Regions from separate parts of the Triticum aestivum genome. Here region 2 is linked to region 1. Evidence: chromatin contacts called from public Hi-C data. All regions are on one chromosome and are shown on one strand. The core of a region is the stretch at or near the end of the contact, and the rest is flanking DNA. Distances in the headings are between cores, read along the strand shown.

The links. Hi-C and Micro-C count contacts between places; a contact is called where the count stands out from the background.
Region 2: a contact with region 1 is called in a Hi-C map of leaf, with 6 times the contacts expected there. The contact joins the promoter of LOC123099009 here to the promoter of LOC123099005 in region 1. A contact is called at or near these places in 2 of 5 Hi-C or Micro-C datasets (both in leaf).

The regions. Positions count from the first base shown.
Region 1 is chr4D:498,628,453-498,633,478 of IWGSC CS RefSeq v2.1, forward strand. It overlaps LOC123099005 (50S ribosomal protein L11, chloroplastic), which reads left to right and starts at 2,435. Exons shown (of 4, transcript XM_044521112.1): 1 at 2,435-2,745; 2 at 2,859-3,031; 3 at 3,149-3,212; 4 at 4,440-4,915. The coding sequence starts at 2,556. The coding sequence ends at 4,648.
Region 2 is chr4D:498,914,274-498,919,229 of IWGSC CS RefSeq v2.1, forward strand. It overlaps LOC123099009 (nascent polypeptide-associated complex subunit alpha-like protein 2), which reads right to left and starts at 3,395. Exons shown (of 3, transcript XM_044521118.1): 1 at 3,129-3,395; 2 at 2,741-2,874; 3 at 2,120-2,662. The coding sequence starts at 3,315. The coding sequence ends at 2,315. LOC123099008 (endoribonuclease Dicer homolog 1) reads left to right here. Exons shown (of 20, transcript XM_044521116.1): 18 at 1-520; 19 at 707-871; 20 at 966-1,893. The coding sequence ends at 1,526.

The sequences.
Region 1 (5,026 bases), core at 1,185-3,684:
GAATGCAATATTGGACAATGGTAGCTGAAACATGGAGTGATAGCTATCAGAGTGCTTGGCCTTATGAATGGTGATATTACCATCATTAGCAAATGAGTGTAGCTGGGGAAATTTATCCATCAGGGCTTGACCGCACCATTTATCTTTCCATAGCAAAATAGTGTCACCATTGTTGGTAGTGCATGAGGTTAAACAGTAATATAGATCATAGAGCTTCATGCCGCCTCTCCACCAGAAAGATCCTTTGTATGAGCATGCCTGAGGTGCAGTGTTATTGTGATTGTGAGCTTGCCATATAAGTTTGACCCAGGGGACATCAGCATGGGTAAAAAACTTGTGCAGATGTTTCATTATGAGAGCAATGTTTTGGATCTTGAGATTAAGCACTCCAAGTCCACCGAGTTCTTTTAGGTTTGCGTACCATCTGCCAGTTGGCAAGGCAATTACCTTTCTTGTTGATGTCCTTTCCATGCCAGAGAAAATTTATTCCTGCTTTGTTTACATGTTCCAGTACAGTGACATGAATTCTGAAAGTGCACATTGCAAATATTGGCATGGATGCAACATACGTGAGTCTGTCAGGATAGTTCATGAAGTTTGCCACTCCAGATAATTTTCTGTTGATTCTTGAGATAATGGGCATTTAAATATGCATGTTGCATGTTGTGGCGAATCTTTTCCCACTGCATGCTGAAGTGGCATACTAGCATGTTGAGAGAAGAGGAAAAAAAGGTTTAGTGCAAGGAAAATTATCTGTTGGCACATTCGAGTTATATGAAGCTTTTACTTAATTGTACTTAAATATGGACTTTTTTTGGAAGGTCGAAGATATTTCATAGATTTTTTTCCAGTTATTATTCACGGATTTTTTTAAAGTTGTGTGAACATTTTATTTGACAAATGTGAGCATTTTATTTACACAAGTATACATTTTGCAAGGAGTGAGGAACATGTTTAGAAGATTTTAATTTGCATCAAGTACGTTTATTTGTTGATTTTGCTGCAGATTCTATTATTTTTTTGTTTCAACAGTTTATTTTAAAAATTGTTATTTTCATATAAGGATGGAACATAATTTTAAAAATTATTTACCCCAAAGTTTTTTTACATGTTGAACAATTTTATTGGTACTAATGTGAACATTTTGTTCGATACAAAGGGGCTTTCGTTTGACTCACACAAGCCTTTTCACATGTTTTACAAACTAGTTTGTCCTCATTGTCTATCACGTGGGTCTCCTGTTAAAGACGGGCCCACATGTGCGATGCTTTGGGTCACATGGACACATGTGTCTGCTTCGAGTGATTCTGAATCCTATTCTTTGCCTTTAGCGTAGGATAGGTGTGAAGAGTGATCTTGCTTATGGGCACGTACATGGGCATTTATGTACATGACCATTTTACATTTTTGTTCTGTAATAATACATAAACATGTCTTTTGAGAGATGTGAATGTTTTAAAAGTGCGTGGACATTTGCTATTGGAGCTATGAACATCTATGTTAAAATACATGAAAACTTTCTTTTCACAATAGGCACATCTTTTTATGTCAATATCAAATTATTTATGATGGCAGTTTTTAAATCTATAAACATAAAAATACATATTTTCATTTAAAAAAATTATGTGTTAATGGGCTTCTGCAGTAGCCGGTCCAGGTAGAAGCTTTGCGACGACTACTTCAGAAGCCCATTAACCTTATTCCTGTGTCCTGGCCTTTGCACCGACGGAAATATGGGCCTTCTCAGTGAGCATTTCCTATTTGGCGCCACAGGCGCCAGTTAACTGGCGCCTGTGGCGTCCGGAAATGGGCCGGCCCATCTAGGCGCCGGTTGATTTTTGTTTTTGAAAATTCTGTGAACTTTTCTAAATATCTATGAACTTTTTTAAATAAAGTCAACAGTTTTTTTCAGATTGATGATCTTTTTCGAATATCGATGAACTTTTTTGAAATTTGATGACATCTTTTTGAAAATGGATGAATTGTTTTTATTTATGATTTTTTAAGTTCAATGAACTTTTCCTAAAAATACATGAACTTATTTTGAATTTCTATGAACTTTTTTCAAATTTGATGAACTTTTTGAAAAATTAATGAACTTTTTATAAATTGGATGAACTTTTTTTCAATTTGAATGAACTTTTTTTCAAATTAATGAACTTTTTTCAAAATTGATGAACCTTTTTTAAAGATATGAATTTTTTTCTTTAAATCTGTAAACCTTTTTTGATTTCATATTTTTATTTTCGTAACAGAAAAACAAAAAAACTGGGGCAGCAAGCTAGTGGGCCGGCCCATGCTATCAGCGACCCTATTCCTCCGTCCCCGGCCTTCTGGCGTCAGTAGTGGGTTGTCCTACCGCTCAAAAAAATAAATAATAAACTGGGTCGTCATTGGCAAGATGAAAACCGTGTCCTCCCAGCGAAGACGAACTCACCTGTACAGCGCCTTCTCTAACCTTAGCCCAGCAGATAGCAGATTAGAAGAAGATAGGAGAGAAGAGCAGAGCAGAGCAGAACAGAGAGCAGCCGACTCCTCCCTCCCAGCGCACAGCCATGGCCACCACAACCTTATCCCTCCACGGGCTCCCGTCCCCGACCGCCAAGAAGCTCACCTCCTCCTTCCTCGGCGCCCCCTCCTCCTTCCTCCGCCCGGCGGCACTCGCGGCCGCGGCCACGCCCGCGCGGAGGGTGTTCGCCGTCAGGGCCATGGCGCCCCCCAAGCCCGGGGCCAAGCCCAAGAAAGGTCCGTGCCTGCGCTCGCCTCCACCTTCATCCCACCCGGCATGGTCTTGTGCGGCCCCCGTCTAGTGCTCCGGCTAAACTGCGCCCGATATGTGTGTGGTTAATGTTCTGCAGTGGTGGGCATCATAAAGCTGGCGCTGGAGGCGGGCAAAGCGACGCCGGCGCCGCCCGTCGGCCCCGCGCTCGGCGCCAAGGGTGTCAACATCATGGCCTTCTGCAAGGACTACAATGCCAAGACGGCCGACAAGCCCGGCTACATCATCCCCGTCGAGATCACCGTGTTCGATGTGAGCCTGCACTGCTGGTTAATCCCCCGAGTCTGAATGTTAAATGTGTGTGCAGAATGCATTGGTAATGTGGGTTGATTCTCATGATGCGTGTGCCATTGCCTTTGTGTTTTGCAGGATAAGAGCTTCACCTTTATCTTGAAGACACCCCCTGCATCAGTGCTGCTCCTCAAGGCTGCAGGTATGCACCCGGATGATTAGCATCAAATTGTACATAATTTGAGGTTCATGCACCATATTGAAGATATATGGCCATATGGGGTTAATTGGGCAAAAGGTAAATGCAGTAGCTAGATTGATTTGTTAGTGTCTGTGGGAGCCTAGCTTGTTCAAATTCTACTCCCTCCGTTCCCAAATATAAGTCTTTCTAGAGATTCCAACAAGTGACTACATACGGAGCAAAAAGAGTGAATCTACACTCTAATATATGTCTACGTACATCCGTATGTTGTAGTCCATTTGAAATGTCTAAAAAGACTTATATTTAGGAACCGAGGGAGTATAAGAATACTATGGTTGAGTTTAAAAAGTATGTGCAGACTGTAGAGGGACTGATTAATGATTCATTATGATATTATTAATAATTTTAATTGCAAATGCATATACCAAAATGTTGACCTACTGACAAGGAAAGTGGTCTGTGAGTTGCTATCTGCATACCAATTTTCCACACATGGGACAGACTGATCCTTTATCTGTATCTGATGAATTGCATATGGACCTCTACAAAACTAATACCTTGAGTTAACACTTACTACCTCTGTACCAAAATCTAAGACATTTTTGTGGACTAAAGTAGCCTACAAACGTCTTATATTTTGATATGGAGGGAGTCTTTGAATTGTTTGGGTACAATGCAATATGCATGACTCATTAATTTTTCTGTTCAGCTAACATTGGAGTTCGTACTGGGCTCCAAGTTCAGAGAGTATATAAGCTTCACTAAATTTGGTGTCCATTTCCTTTTCCCTAACTGTCATTCTAGGCTTTCGTTATTCCATAAGGCACTGTATCACTGAGAAGCAGGCCAAAAAAGCTACTCCCTCCGTAAAGAAATATAAGAGCGTTTAGATCACTACTTTAGTGAAAATAAACAAGTCGTATTGTCTGTTATATTTCTTTACAGAGGTAGAAAAAAATAAGTAGGCAAAAAAAAAGCTTGAACCGCATCTACTCGTGATATATGTACAGTTTCTTTTTTGCTGTACTTGGCACAACTTCATAGAGTCTGTTGGATTGATAAATCATTAGTTTCTCTGAAATAAACAAGGCATAAGTTAACCACTAAAATTTCTACACGTTTGGTTGATTCCTCAACTTTCTGTTTACTGTAGTTTATATTAGGCTTTATAACTGCTCAGTGAACTAAATGGTTCCTTACCTCCATTTTATTAATTCTGATTCCCAGGCGTTGAAAAAGGCTCAAAGGAGCCACAGCGTGAGAAGGTTGGAAAGGTGACAGTGGACCAAGTACGAACGATCGCCCAGGAGAAGCTGCCTGACTTGAACTGCAAAACCATCGAGTCCGCCATGAGAATCATAGCGGGCACTGCCGCTAACATGGGCATCGATGTTGACCCGCCGATCCTCGTGAAGAAGGAGAAGGTGGTCTTCTAGTCTATTTGCTGGCACGCTGGAATCGCCTTAGCAATGTCCATCTGTACATTTTTGCTTCATTTTTGTACGCAAATATGCTGTAGTGACAGGGATTTCCACCTGGTCAGTGTGAGAGATAAAACAGATGTGATCTTCTGGGCAAAGCTGTAAAATCATTTGTTTCGGTACCGTAGAGCCCTCTCGCGCTGCAGGTAGGTCTGCAGTCTGCAGCTATATGTTTGGTCCTAGAATTTTCTTCATTTTGAAATTCATATCACCATTGCTCTATAACAATCTGAAAAGTGGATGTCTGCATGTTTTGTCTTCCAGTGGTGGATAGCTCGGTTTCAAATAGAAGTAGGTTTCTACCGTTCAAATTCTCCGGAAACGTGTGCTTCA
Region 2 (4,956 bases), core at 2,145-4,644, 290 kb after region 1:
AATTGACGGAGATTCTAGCTGCTATCGTGTTCTCTCAAGCAAGACTCTAGCAGATGTCGTTGAAGCACTTATTGGGGTCTATTATGTAGCAGGAGGGAAAATTGCTGCAAACCACCTGATGAGGTGGATTGGGATTCATGCTGAGTTGGATCCTCAAGAGATCCCTCCTCCGAAGCCATATAATATACCTGAGAGCATATTGAAAGGCATTGACTTTGAGACATTGGAAGGCGTCTTGGGTATGAAATTCCAGAATAAAGGTTTTCTTATTGAGGCTATAACGCATGCATCCAGGCCATCTTCTGGTGTTTCCTGTTACCAGCGGCTGGAATTTGTTGGTGATGCTGTGTTGGATCATCTCATCACAAAGCATCTATTTTTTACATATACTGATCTACCTCCAGGTCGCTTGACTGACCTGAGAGCTGCAGCTGTTAATAATGAAAACTTTGCAAGGGTTGCAGTTAGACGTAAGCTGCACGGACATCTTCGCCATGGATCATCTGCACTGGAGAAACAGGTTTGCCATACTCTTTTCTTTATGTAGTACTCCCTCCATAAACTAATATAAGAGCGTTTAGATCACTACTTTAGTAATCTAAACGCTCTTATATTAGTTTACAGAGGGAGTACATAGGAAACAAGACACTGTTGATAGAACTGAAGTTTCAAGCAATGCTGACTATTTTCTTCCAATCTTCTGAAGATTCGGGAGTTCGTGAAGGATGTCCGAGAAGAGATTTCAAAATCAGGTTTCAATTCTTTTGGACTAGGGGACTGCAAGGCTCCTAAAGTTCTTGGAGACATTATTGAGTCTATTGCTGGGGCAGTATTCCTGGATAGTGGGTATGACACCTCGGCAGTCTGGAAGGTATTTATTTTAGATATTCTAGATAAACTTTCTTGATAGAAAAGCAACCTAATTTGGAGGAAGCTTGAAACAAACTGCACTTATTTTGCACCAGGTGTTCCAACCGCTCCTTGAACCTCTGGTAACGCCAGAGACCCTTCCGATGCATCCAATTAGGGAGCTCCAAGAACGGTGCCAGCAACAAGCAGAAGGCTTAGAATACAAAGCATCCCGGGCAGGCAATGTAGCTACTGTTGAAGTCTTTGTTGATGGTGTTCAGATTGGTGTAGCTCAGAATCCCCAGAAGAAAATGGCACAGAAGTTGGCGGCGAGGAATGCACTTGTGGTCCTGAAGGACAAGGAAACCGCAGCAAAGAAAGAGACCGAAAAGGACGGTGATAAGAACAATGCTGGGTTCACCAGGCAGACCCTGAACGACACTTGCTTGAGAAGGCAGTGGCCAATGCCACAGTACAGGTGCATAAACGAGGGCGGCCCTGCTCATGCTAAAAGATTTGTGTATGCGGTCAGAGTGAATACGTCCGATTGTGGATGGACCGATGAGTGTGTCGGAGAGCCGATGCCGAGCGTGAAGAAGGCCAAGGACTCTGCCGCCATGCTTCTCCTCGAGCTTCTGAATCGAAGTTTCCCGGATAAGCCTGACGGCAAGAAGTGATAGCTATTAGTGTTGTTGGCGATCATTGTGGTGTTGTTGAGAGACATTCGGCATTTTTACACAGCATAGATTCATTACCCATTCAGTGCTCTTCAGCTCTGGCTAATAAGAAGATAGATAGACAGGCAGAGGTGATAGTGAGAGCAGAGGATACTTTTACCAACCTAGTTGAGGCCGCTGGATGTCATTAGAGATTTATTTACTTACTGGTGAGGCGGGATAAATAGGAGTCTGCAACAGCAGAAAGGGTAGTCTGATATAGGATAGACAAGTGGAGCCCTCTTATTCTATTGTACTGTATTATATAACTTGCAAACATGCATTAGATGATTGATCCAATAGTAGAAATCTGTGGAATTTACCCTTACCCTGTCACGCCATGGATTATTCGGCGCTTTCATTTTCATACTGCTAAACGATTGCTGGTCGCAGTAGAAATTAATTGAAGACCATAAGAACTCCATTCCGAGGCAATCGGCCATATAGAGATACTGAAACTAGATTTCAGTTGACCAATTGAAGGAGGAACACTAACATATCTCGAAACTGACAACATATGGTGCAACGTCCACGTACGATTGGTATGGTAGAGATAAAAGGGATGCAAATCTACGGCAAAACACACCGCATGCATATCTCGAAACTGACAACATGGTGCAACGTTCACATATGATTGAGAGAGAACAAAGGGATGAAAATCCACGGCAAAACACACGGCCACATGATGATACGATACTCCGGCAGGGAAAGATCCTGGCCGGACTTGGAGAAAAAGGAAGCGAACAAGGCTAGGCGGTGAGCTCCATGATGGCGCTGACGATGTCGCCGTCGTGCGCCTTGAGGGCCTTGACGGCCTTGGCGCGGGACACGCTGGCCTGCGTCATGACGAGGTCGATGTCGCGGGCCTCGATGCCGGTCTCGTCCACCACCTCCTCCTCGTCGGCCGGCGCGCCGGCCCCCGCCGCCGCCGCGGCGTCGGGCCTCATCGCCTTGCTCAGGTCCTGCATCCTGAACTGCTGCGCCGCCTGCGCCTGCAGCTGCGAGCTCAGGTCCTCGATCTTGGCCTCCCCGAAGATCACGTACGTCTCCGACGTCGGGCTCTTGAACACGTCCGGCTTCGACACCACGAACAGGATCTGAAGCCCAAGATTTAATTAACAACATGCATGAATCAGCCTGAACAATTTTACATACATAGAAGAATTGCTTCTTACGTTCTTGGCTCTCTTGATGGTGATCCTGCTGACGCCGGTGACGGGCTTCATCCCGAGCTTCATCATGGCCTTGCGGCTCTTCTTCTCGCTCCGGCTCTGCTTCGACCCCTCGGTCCCGGCCACACCCAGCTCGCCTTCACGCACATCAAAACTGCAAGTCAGACGTACGTACCTACTCCCCAGCTGCAAATCTGGCTCATCTACCACACCACGTTACATGACCACTCATTTCCGATAGCTATAGAATTACAGTGCAAAAGCACAGAGGTGCTGCACGAACTATCTAACATCATTCCTAAACAATGGAACCTACACGGTCACACAGTGTAACTGAAAGAAGATATCACAAGGTAAGGTGGAAATGCAAAAGGGAGCAGGACATGGTTACCGTCTTCATCCTCGTCGTCCTCGTCATCATCCTCGTCCTCCTCCTCGTCCTCGTCACCGTCGCCCTCCTTGACGTCCTCGACGACGGGCGCGCCGTCCTCCGCGGGCTCCTCGGCCTTGATGACCGGCGCCGCGTCGCCGCTCTCCAGCTCCGGCTCCGTGGTCACCGGCGTCTGCTCGCTCACCATGGTGAAATGCTGCGGTGTTGGTGCAGGAACGAGGGTGCTGCTGGAGTGAGGATAAGGAGTGAGAATGGAGAGCCGAGGCCGATTGAGAGCGGCGCCGGAGGCCTTATCTATTCGCGCGCTGTGTTGGGCTGGGCTGGGCTGGTTTACTGTAGCACGCCTGGGCCACGGGAGCTGAGTGGTAAATGCTATCATCACTTCTTACATTTTTTGAATGGTATGAAAAACTTTCTTGCAGTACACACTATCACTTTTTTACAATTTCTTAAAATTTTACTTATATTTTTTTTAAAATGTGTAAACATTTTAAATATCAATTTTTTTCCAATGCTATCAACATTTTTTAAATTACACTAACCTTTTTTTTCATGTCTCAAATTCATAGTTTTTTATTTCTTATTTTAAGTAAATTTAAATTTTGTAATATATGTATTTAGAATGTTTTTGAAAATACGAACAAAAGAAAAAAAACAAACGAATGAAAAATAGAGAAGAAAAATAAGCTACACTGCATGTCACTACTTGGACTCGCCCATCATTAGCGATACGTGAAGCAAGACGCTTGCGTCTCGCTATAAGTGCAACTCTAGCAGATATTGTAAAAGGAGATATATTGAATAATTACTACCGGTTTAGAGTTTTGGAGGCATAAAAATGACCAGAACAGATACTGTAAACTCGAGTGTACTCATTTTCCCCCAGTAAACTTAAAAATGGGCCTACCACACCGCATATGTAGAGTATTGGTAGCTTGGGTTTGCGCATACACAAAACCCGCTCAGGCTTGGCAGGAGTGAAATTTCACCCGTCGCCCTTCCCGCTCTTGCGCCTCCGTCGTCCGCTACCTTGCTGTCGTCGCCCTGCCTGACCAGCCAACGCCGCCCGCGCGTCATCATGGAGCCGCAGGAAGCCCCCATCGTCCTTCCCAAGGTCGGGCCATTCCAATCGGGCGCCAGCGGGTGAAACCGACCCTGCCTCCCGCTGCGTCGGGCAAAACTGCGGCGCAAGCGCCTCCAACAGCCACAACCGCGGAGAAACGGTTGGCCAAGCTCCGCTCGCCCACGTAGGACCTCCCGCCCATGTCGTCTCACCGGTATCGAATCAACGGGCCAATTCAGCCACGTCTAGCCAGATGAAGAGGAAGAAAGCCGCAACACACGTGAGCCCTACTCCTACTCTACCCCTCCTCCGATTGCAGCCCAATCGGCATTCGTTGCCATCACATTCTCCGGACCCACAACGTGTTCGACGAATCACCTGAGAGGTATAAATTTCATTTCACTTGATCAATTGCATTTGTGTGAGTGTTTTTAGTTATATGCTTAGTTACTTTTGTTTATTGCATTGGGTAGCTTTGATTTGCATTCCATTCCTAGTTTGTTTGTGGGCATGATGGAAGATTCGGCTCAGCTCCACTGTTAGACGCGGCTCGGTTCAGAATTAGTGTGGTTTTTTGTGGTTTTGGCAAAAACGATGATAATCCGTTAACCCTATCCCCGAATGTGGTGGTTTTGAGCAATTTACTCTTTTTTGGACTTGTTGTATGTGTGCGTCTTGTTACATCGGGGACAGACATTTGTTCATTGCGGTTGTATCATCTCGATATAATGTATTCCCTTTGTTCCCAAATACAAGTTCTTTTAG